2 separate regions of the Mus musculus genome follow, and region 1 is linked to region 2. The links are chromatin contacts, called in public Hi-C maps. All regions are on one chromosome and are shown on one strand. Each heading gives the region's core, a stretch centred on a gene start, on an enhancer-like site or on the middle of the called end of the contact. The rest is flanking DNA. Distances are from core to core; before and after follow the strand shown.

Region 1 (4,911 bases), core at 732-3,231, 670 kb after region 2:
CAGGATACAGTGGTGTTGGCAAGCTATACAGTGTAAACCAAGATTAATATCTCAGATTAGTTGTCCTATCAAACTCCTATATGCTTTGCTGACTTCTAGGGAACACAGAGAAACGCAGGCAGCCTGAATGCTTCCCTGCTTGAGGGAGTGCCCTGGTTACTCAGGAATTGAAAGGTACATAGTGCCCCAGGAGCCAGAGATCTCAACTGACAAGTTTATGACGCATACCTGTCAAGGCAGATAGGCTAGGCCTCTATGATTCTGCACTGGAGAAAGAGAGGCAGCCCTGGAAGGTTGGGTGCAGAAGTATACCGGAAGCAAGTTTATCTCCTTATGCAGTGAAGGCTCCTGGGCTAGGGGGTCTGGCCTCCAGTTTCCTAGAAAAGAGATGGAGCTGGGGAGATAGCTTCCTTAGTGAAGTACTGTCTTACATGCATGAGGACCCGAGTTCAATCCCCAGGGCCCACATTAGAAATGTTGGAAGTGGTGATCCATACTTAGAATCCCAGCAGTGGAGACTGGAGTGTGACACTCTGAGAGAGAGCAGTGGAGACTGGAGTGTGACACTCTGAGAGAGAGCAGTGGAGACTGGAGTGTGACACTCTGAGAGAGAGCAGTGGAGACTGGAGTGTGACACTCTGAGAGAGAGCAGTGGAGACTGGAGTGTGACACTCAGAGAGAGAGCAGTGGAGACTGGAGTGTGACACTCTGAGAGAGAGCAGTGGAGACTGGAGTGTGACACTCTGAGAGAGAGCAGTGGAGACTGGAGTGTGACACTCTGAGAGAGAGCAGTGGAGACTGGAGTGTGACACTCTGAGAGAGAAACGCTGCCCCACCCCCACCCCAGACTCAGGGGTCTGAGCACTTGGTCCCCAGTTGGTGGTGATTTGGGGGGAGGCTTAAGAGGTGTGGCCTTGTTTTTTTGTTTTTGTTTTTCTGAGACAGGGTTTCTCTGTGTAGCCCTGGCTGTCCTGGAACTCACCAGGCTGGCCTCGAACTCAGAAATCCGCCTGCCTCTGCCTCCCAAGTGCTGGGATTAAAGGTGCTCTCTTCACTTCTTAACATCCCAGAGTATTATTCTTTCTGGAAAGGCCTATGGTCTCTTGGGAGAACCAACTCGGATTTCATCCTGGGTAGAATAGCATTAAGATAATGCTATTGTAAATGGGGGAAAGAAAGGCCATTTAAAGTGAATAGAGACTGCTTCCCCAACTTTACTTACAGCACAATATTTAACTTAGTCATCCACCGTCATTGAAAATATCTTCTCCAATTGTTTTCCCTGACCACCTGGAAAAGGCCAAGCCCTGTCTAGTCCTTGGGAGAGTTGAAAAGATACAATTGCTCGATCCATTTTAAAAGTTTTATGAGAATAGTGTTGACACCCATCTACCTGCCAGCATCGTTTACTGGCCCTACCATCTTCTGTAAGATTCCAAGAATATCTGTCCTGGATGGAGGACTGACACCACTGTAGCTGTGTAAGATCAAAGATGGAAGATGTTTGAATGTCAGTGTGATAACTGGTGCTTTGGGGATTAAAACATGACATGCTTGCCCTCAACAATCTTCCAGTTGCTGTGTGTGAAAGACAAAAGCTTCGTTGGTACTGCCAACTAGTCACTGCCCTCGGTCCAGCCGGGCTGTCCTGGACACTCGTGAGTCATCAGCCAAGGCCTGGGTGTGACTGCTTACTCAACCTTGCCTGTCACCATGCCTCAGAGCCAGGAAAGGCATTAAGTAATGGCCACTGTGGCCATACGCTCCTCACCCTGCTGCTTCATAAAAATCAAGTAGTTGCCTCTTCTTTCCAGAAGCGCCCAATCTAGAATAGTATACCGTGCTTCCTTGCTTTCCAGAACTCTCTTTAAGATTGCATCAAACATGCCTAAATCCTGTACAGTGAGCTCTCTTTATTTCTGCTCCCCTATTCACCAGTATGTAGTCTCTCACTTCAGGAAGCTTATTGAAACCTCCCCTGTTTAGCTAAGGTGTTCTCTGTAATCTTTGTTTGGCAAGTATTGACATTTCAGATAGCCAGAGTGCTAGAACCAAAAAACAAATAGTAAGCAGGAGCCAGGTGTGTCATGGCACACAGCTGATATCCCTCACCTGACATCCCAGGTGTGTCATGGCACACAGCTGACATCTCACGGGCAGACAGGTCACAAGTTTGAGATCATCCTTAGCTACATAATAAACTGTTTCAAAAATTCCAGAAAGAGTCAAAAACAAGACAAGACTAAACAAACCCAAACCTACAGAGATGGGGGAGTTGGCTCAGCAGTACTTCTGTAGCCCCCACACTGGGGAGATAGGGACATGAGGATTCATGCAGCTTACTGGCCAACCTGCCTATCTGATTCAGTGAGAGACCTAAAAAAAGAAAGAAAGAAAGAAAGAAAGAAAGAAAGAAAGAAAGAAAGAAAGAAAGAAAGAAAGAAAGAAAGAAAAGCAAGCAAGCAAGCAAGCAAGCAAGCGGGGCTGGAGAGATGGCTCAGAGGCACTGACTGCTCTTCCAGAGGTCCTGAATTCAATTCCCAGCAACCACATGGTGGCTCACACCACCTGAAATGGGATTCGATGCCCTCTTCTGGTGTGTCTGAAGATAGTGTGCTCATATACATAAAATAAATAAATTTAAAAGGGGGGGAGCAAAGAACGGTTGAAGAAGATAGCCAGTAGCCTTTGTCTTACACACACACACACACACACACACACACACACACGCACGTGAACACACACTTGTATCAGCACAGACACAAGCACACCCCACATGAACACATCATGAACCACACATCATTGTAAACAGAAAACTGGCAAAAGGGTAGAGGGCTGGAAAAGGCACCTGTTACTTGAAGTGGCAGCAAGGAAAGTGACATTTAGAGAGGCTTGAAATGGCAACAGGTGCACTGGCCTCTGTTGTAACCAGAACCAGCTTTGCTGGGTAGTTTTATGTCTACTTGACACTAAAGTCATTTGAGAGAAGGGAACCTCACTTGAGAAGATAACTCTATAAGATCAGGCTGTGAGCAAGCCTATAGGACATTTTCTTAATTTGTGATTGATAGAGAAGGTCTCAGCCCATTATAGAAGTGGCCATCCCTGGGCTGGTGGTCCTGTGTTCTATAAGAAAGCAGGCTGAAGCCAGGCATGGTGGTGCACGCCTTTAATCCCAGCATTTAGGAGGCAGAGGCAGGTGGATTGCTGAGTTCGAGGCCAGCCTGGTCTACAAAAGTGAGTTCCAGGACAGCCAGGGCTACACAGAGAAACCCTGTCTTGAAAAACCAAAAAAAAAAAAAGAAAAAAAGAAAAAAAAAAGAAAAAGAAAGAAAGAAAGAAAGAAAGCAAGCAAGCAAGCAGGCTGAGCAAGCCATGAGCAGTAAGGTGCACCCCTCCATGGCCTCTGCATCATCAGCTCCTGCCTCCAGGTTCCTGCCCTGCTTAAGTTCCTGTCCTGACTTCCTTTGATGATGAACTGTGATGTGGAAGCGTAAGCTGTATAAACCCTTTCCCCTCCAAATTGCTTTTTGGTTATAGTGTTTCATCTTAGCAGTAGAAACCCTAAGACACCAGTTAAGACCTGGGCATAAATTCCTTAAATTATTAAGTTATTATACTAGGAAGTACCTCCAGAATGCCCTCAAAGATGGTGTCTTTTCAAAACTGGGCATTCACAGAGGAAGCCTCTGGCCCATGATCTGTTAACATTACAAGCTTACACTCCTACCTACCATTACAACAAAAAGTCTCTGTAACAGAGAGATGTGGCCTGTGTGGAGGGATGATGGCCTCTGTATCTTAGCAAAAGCACTAGATTATCTTCCTCCTTCCCATCTAACCAATAGGCACACCTCCTCTCTGCACCTGTCATTTCTTACCACCAGCTGATGTGAGGTGCAGACAGATTAGAGCTTTTGTTCTTCCATGCTGGTAGATCTTAAAATGACACAATGACTACCTAACCGCCCCCCAGGTGCTAAGGTACTAGGCATGAAGGTGCACACCTTTATTCTAGCACATGAGAGGCTAAAGCTGATGTAATTCTGAGCTCAAGACCAACCAGGGCTATGTAGTGAAAAACTGTTTGGTTTTACCAAACCAAAACCAACAAAAAAACCGATGACCAAACAAAGTGCCATGGTCTGGCTCCCTGGAACGCTCAGTGGCAAGCTGGGCTGCTTATTATACGGTGGGTTCTGTAAGGAGAGTAAAGAGGGGAGCCCGAGAATGAGGGGAGCCTGAGAATGTGGGCCTTGATGGCTCTGGTTAAGATTAGACTCGGGGGGCTGTAGAGATGGCTCAGTGGTTAAGAGCACGGATCTCTGAGTTCGAGGCCAGCCTGGTCTACAAAGTGAGTTCCAGGACAGCCAGGGCTATACAGAGAAACCCTGTCTCCAAAAACAAAAACAAACAAACAAAAAAAAGAGCACTGACTGCTCTTCTAAAGGTCCTGAGTTCAAATCCCAGCAACCACATGGTGGCTCACAGCCATCTGTAATGAGATCTGATGCCCTCTTCTGGAGTGTCTGAGACAGCTACTGTGTACTTACATATAATAAATAAATAAATCTTAAAAAAAAAAAAGATTAGACTTGGAGGGCTTAGGGGATGGGGTGCGTCTTCACCCCATGTCCCTGTTGTAGCCACAGTGACACTACATGCTTAGGCCAGGCAGAGGGGCCTCCACCAGCTCAAGGGGCAACTCAACTAGCGTGGCCCTGAAGCCTGTGACTTCTGAAGATCTCACCAAGCTCCTCCTCCTCCTCTGTTAGCAAGAAAAGAGGAAGGGCACACAGGAAAAGGAAGCATGAACTCAGAAGAGCTGCTGCAGGCTCTGCAAGGTGGTGCCCACCTGTAACCCCAGCACCAGGATGCTGAGACGGGAGGATCACTGCCAACTCAGGGTCA
Region 2 (5,281 bases), core at 1,430-3,929:
TTCCCTTATACTTTCCCTAGCTTTAATCACTATTTTTGTTCCTAAATTCATTACTGTTTGATTTCAAGTAGTACAAAGAAACACATTTCATGCTTTATTAGTTGTGTTCCTTGCCTTGTGTTTCTCATTTTCTATTAATTTTAGTATCATCAAGCTCTATAATGCTAAGAGCTCTTTTTACATGAAGCATTTTTTGCAATTGAATAAAACTTAGTTCATAGTACAAAAGGTTTACAATGCATTTTTTCAGCTATCCTGAAGTCTAGAACCTTAGTAATGGTTTTTTTTTGCATCTCTTACTCCTTTGTTCGCTTTAACCAGACTTCATTTGTTTATAGCTAACTTTAAAACTCTTCTTTGGTCTGTTTTTGTGAATATTTTGCTTATTCATTATTTTTCTTATTTATTCATACTTTTCTTTCTTTCCTTCTTTCTTTTCTTTAAAGATTTATTTATTTATTATATGTAGGTACACTGTAGCTGTTTTCAGACACACCAGAAGAGGGCATCTGATCTCATTACACATGGTTGTGAGCCACTGTGTGGTTGCTGGGATTTGAACTCAGGACCTCCGGAAGATCTGTCAGTGCTTTTAACCACTGAGCCATCTCTCCAGCCCCTTATTCATACTTTTTAGTTAGTCCCAGCATCAGAGGTAGAGGTGGGAGGATCTAGAAGGCAGGGTCACCCTTGGCTCACTACAGATGTCAAGGCTAGACTGGGCTGCTCAAGATCCTGTTTCAGCCTTTCTCTATATTGCCTTCACCGTAGCTTCGTATTTCACTTGGGTTTGGAATTTGAGGTTGAAATAGTTTCCTCAGCAATCTGAAGGCTGTCTTATTTTGGCAACTGGTGCTGCTTGTGGGAAATGGGGTGCCATGATTTCTATTCTTTCGTGGAGAATTATTTTTGTTTGAACTCTTAAAATCTCCTCTTTTTGCCCACTATTCTGTAATTTCTTTTAAATTAATTTTTTTATATGTATGAATATTTTTCCTCCGTGTATGGCTGTGTTACCACATGCATGCCTAGTGAGTCACATCCCTTGGAACTGCAGTTACAGCTGGTTCTGAGCTGCCACCTGGGTCCTGTGAGACAAACCTGGGTCCTCTGGAAGCATAGCCAGTGCTTGTAACCTCTGCATCATCTCTCCAGCCTAAAGCATTATGTATTTCTTAACGTGACATTTTTTTTCCCACCATGAATTTCTTTTCATTGGGCTGAGCATGTAATGACAGATTTAAAATGTCCTTTCTGACATTTTTTGTTATACAGTCTTTGGTAATTTCTTTCTATCATGTTCTCTAGAGCTATGAATTACTTTATAGTTTCCTGGCACTTAGAGGTTTTCTGATTTTTCCAGTATAAAAAATACATTTATAATTTTTAATGTATTTTTTACACAATTTTGCCACCTTTTCAATAACATATAACTCAATGACCTAGAATTTAAAATTTTAGTTGTAAGCTGTGTTGTAAAAGTTGTATTCACTACTTGTTATAGATAGCTATAGTAATTGTGTGTGTGTGCATACATGTATACACGCACACTTGCACTGACTCATGCTTGCCCACATATGTACATCTGGAGGCCAGAAATTCATATTTTTAGAGCTTTGTTTTTATTGTTTTTTAATTATGTGTACCTATGGGTATGCCCACTTGAGTGCAGTGGCTTTGGAGGACACTGGTGTCTGACTTGGAGCTTGAGTTACAAACTGTTCAGCCTCACTTGATGAGGGTGCTCACAACTGATGTGGCATCTTTGCTAGAAGAGCAGCAAGCGCTCATAATGCCTGGAATATCTTTCTAGCCCCCAGAGGTTGATATTGTAAAGTTTCATTTAGTGTAGGAGTGCCGAGACTACAGACATCTATGGCATCCAGCTTTTCATGGACTTCCAGGGATGGATCTCAGGTCAGGTCATCAGACTCCTCTGTCACTCAGCCACCTTTCTGGCCCTCCACATTGCATCTTCAAACAGCCTCCCTCACAGAAACAGAGCTCACTGTTTTATGTAGATTGACTGGCCTGCAAGCATGTAGAATCCAACTGCCTCCTTACCGCAGCAGTACCAGACACCTGTGGTTTCTGAGAGCTCACTAGAGCTCACTGATTTAGGTAACCGACGTCTCCTGTCTCCCCCTCACAGGCCTGGGGATCTGAATTCAGGTCGTTGTGCTTACACAGCACCCACTTTACCAGCTGAGCCATCTCCTGATCCTCTGAGCACCAGACCTTTTTTTAAAAGATTGATCTATTTTCCCTTGGAGTATTTTTCACTGAGTATATGTACGTGTACTGCCTGTGTTTAGTCCCCTGCACCCAAGTCAGGCACCTCAAAACTGTCTGTAACTCTTGCACCTGGGACTTCACGCCCTCTTCTGACCTCCAAGAGACCCATGATGACAGACATGCACATAGAAAAATAAAATAAATAAATCTAAACAAAATTTTTAATGGAGAAATCTTAAAAATGAAATAAAGTAGCCCTAACCTCACGGAGCAATTGTTGATAAAGGTATGAATGAAGGCACCCTGGAATGCTACACATAACTAGAACTGAATTAGAATCAAATGCCTTTTGGAAGAATTACTGAAGACAAAGCAACAATGGGAGGAGACTAGCCTGTATTCTTCAGCAAAAGGAATTTGAAGATGGAGTTGTAGTGTCTAGTGCAGGACACTAGGTGGCACCATTAGCTTACACTCCTCTACTGAAGGATGCTGAGTAGTTTCAGTATCTCAAGTGATTTGTCTTTTATTGAGTGTATTTCAAGATAATATTGTAGTTCTTGGGTTTTTTCTCCTTCAGTGATGATTTTGAAAATTTTCAGTGATATTTTTGTTTTAAAACAGTTTGTCTCCCAAATAAACTATATTATAAAAGTCACAATCAGTTCTTTTGTAATTTTTAAATGAAAGACTAAACTATATTTCTATTTAGACTCATTTCAAGCAGATTTTAAAGAGGTTCAGTCATGTAGAATAAACTACTATGCAGACAAACTGGCACATGCCTGTAATCCCAACACTAGGTTATCCACATGTCACCTTATCCCGGGGTAGTGTAGAAGTCCACTTTTTTTCTAATGCCAGGTCAGTATATAATTTCATTCATCCTTTTGAAATACTAAGAATAATCCCCTGGATCTGTCTTTTATTTTAAGATTCCAGATTTGGAATGATTAAATGTTTTAATTTCTGAAGTTGATTTGTACCATTAAATTTTTATGGATGGTGTAGTGTACAAGTGACAAAAGCCACATCTCAAAGCTGTTAAACAAGTGGGCATTTAGTAAAAAGATCCTGGTATGGCATCAGGTAAAGTGTAACTCAGTGGGGTAAATAGTATTAGAGTCATTTCAGCTCTTTTCCTCGGTGTCGGTTCTGTTTGCAAGAGAGGATGGCTACCGTCAGCTGATAGTTCACATTCTTGTTTTTCTGTATTCCTCCTAGTGGCTCCAAATTCAGTGTGGTGATTATATCCTAGTGGGCCTGCTCTGACTGGCCTTGGTCCCAGACCTATCCCCAAAGTCAAAGACGGAGCTTGTGTCTGAAAGTTACTGATCAAAAGTGTTTAGGTGAACTCTGTGGGCAAGTGGCATATGATTGTAACCCTAGCACTGGCTTATTTGAGGCGGAGGATCAGGAGTCTCATGTTCAACCTGCCTCCAGTGTAAAACCTTTTAAATAATAATAAAATAGAGTGTTAGAGTGGTGGAGTCTGCCAGGCAAAGTTGGATATTGTTAGGAAAAAGAAGACTGTTTATGGAGTTGGAGAGATGGCTCAGCAGTTAAGAGCAACTGGCTATTCTTCCATAGCACCTAGGTTTGATTCCCAGCACCCAAATGGTGGCCCATAGCAACCTGTAACTCTAGTTCCAGGATAGCTGACACCCACTTCTGACCGTAGAGGAAAGCAGGGAAGCAAGTGGTACCCAGACATCCATGCAGGTAAAATACCAAACACATTAGAGGGGGGTGAGGAGAATGGTTGGAAAATTCCATTCATTTCTAAGACCTTAGGACTATATTCATTTTGTCAGTTCTCCTTCACTAGAATTACTTATCTCAGCCTCATCTCTGTTACACCTAGTTATGACATCTCTCAGGCCATGCTCTCGTCGACAGGATTAGGGCTGCAACACTGTTGATACAGTTACTGTAAAGATAAAACAATGCAGAAAGCCAGGTGACCCAGGCCTAGCATTTCAGATGTTTCATAAGTAAGGATACGTTAGGATTTTATCAGCCCTTGTAATACATTTCAGATTAGTTTCTGTGTCCTGAATATCATAAATGTAAATTTATAATGGCCAATCTTAATTGGATTTAACTTACTGATGACTGTGTTCACTGCCTAAGAAGACAGTTGATACATCCTGGCCTTTTCAGGGCTCACTTTCATTTGTATGCTGAGATGCATAAGTTTCTGCAAGGGTTTTGTAATTAATCTATGTTGGAAAATATAAATTATCTTTAAAGACTAGCAATAAATATAGTAAAATTATGATAAATGATTTTATTGTTTGGGGAAATAATATAAACTGTTTTATGTGTTTGAAGAATACGAGTTGGCAGCAAGGGAGAGAAATGAGTGATTAAGTATTGCTTAAAGTTGTTTTTTAATTAAAGTTTCATTGCTCTGTACAGTATTCAGAAATGCATTTTAAATGTAACATTAATTTTTCACTTACCATTCATCTTTATTATAATATATTGCTTATATTTATCATAATTTTTCCCACCAACTGCAAGACTTTTGTGATTCATTTAGGTTAACTGGTATGTAGTATTAAGAGCTTCCATGATAGCTTTTAAAGTGTTTCAACATTATAGATTTAGTAACACACTGTTTCAATATCTAACAAGTCAGTGAAAATCTTGACAGTGATGGAAAATGTTTTCTTTAAAACTGTGTTACTAGAACATTGTTGTTTACCTCACGACATAGTTTAATTAGTTATAAGCTGTTATACTTTTATTGTTCATTTAAAACCCAGAAGTGTCAGTAGAAAACATTATTTCACTAATTTTTGCCATATACCATTTTCTAGACATAAATAGTACCACGTAAGACCAAATAGTATAAACAGACATGGCTGCTCATTTTTAGTGTTTGTTATTCTGTGTGGTATATATTCTAGTTGCAGTTTATTTTTGATTGCTTTGTTAACACAGGTAAGAAACTGTGCTATATGAAATACTAATAAGGAGATATATCATTCCCTAGTAATTAAAAGTAAGAAGATGTGTTAAATATTAAAAGTGAAAATTG

What was found. A called contact is a pair of places that touch in the nucleus more often than the background predicts.
Region 1: a Hi-C map of bone marrow-derived macrophages shows a contact between it and region 2, with 14 read pairs. The contact joins two enhancer-like sites. A contact is called at or near these places in 7 of 39 promoter capture datasets (the C10 cell line, the HPC-7 cell line, cranial neural crest and 4 more), 2 of 15 datasets of contacts at CTCF or cohesin (embryonic stem cells and pro-B cells), 2 of 484 Hi-C or Micro-C datasets (the HPC-7 cell line and bone marrow-derived macrophages) and 1 of 115 datasets of contacts at active chromatin or transcription factors (acute myeloid leukemia).

The regions. Positions count from the first base shown.
Region 1 is chr14:21,806,725-21,811,635 of GRCm38.p6, forward strand. No RefSeq gene overlaps it. Among named protein-coding and RNA genes, the nearest start is that of Gm23502, 3.5 kb to the right of the region's middle. Within about 2 kb of position 1,982, at least 83 of the 459 cell types and tissues checked have an H3K27ac peak or open chromatin away from gene starts, as enhancers often do. A contact at or near this core is called in bone marrow-derived macrophages, where this site is marked.
Region 2 is chr14:21,134,427-21,139,707 of GRCm38.p6, forward strand. All of the region lies in intron 3 of Adk (adenosine kinase), which reads left to right. Among named protein-coding and RNA genes, the nearest start is that of Adk, 84 kb to the left of the region's middle. Within about 2 kb of position 2,680, at least 4 of the 459 cell types and tissues checked have an H3K27ac peak or open chromatin away from gene starts, as enhancers often do. A contact at or near this core is called in bone marrow-derived macrophages, where this site is marked.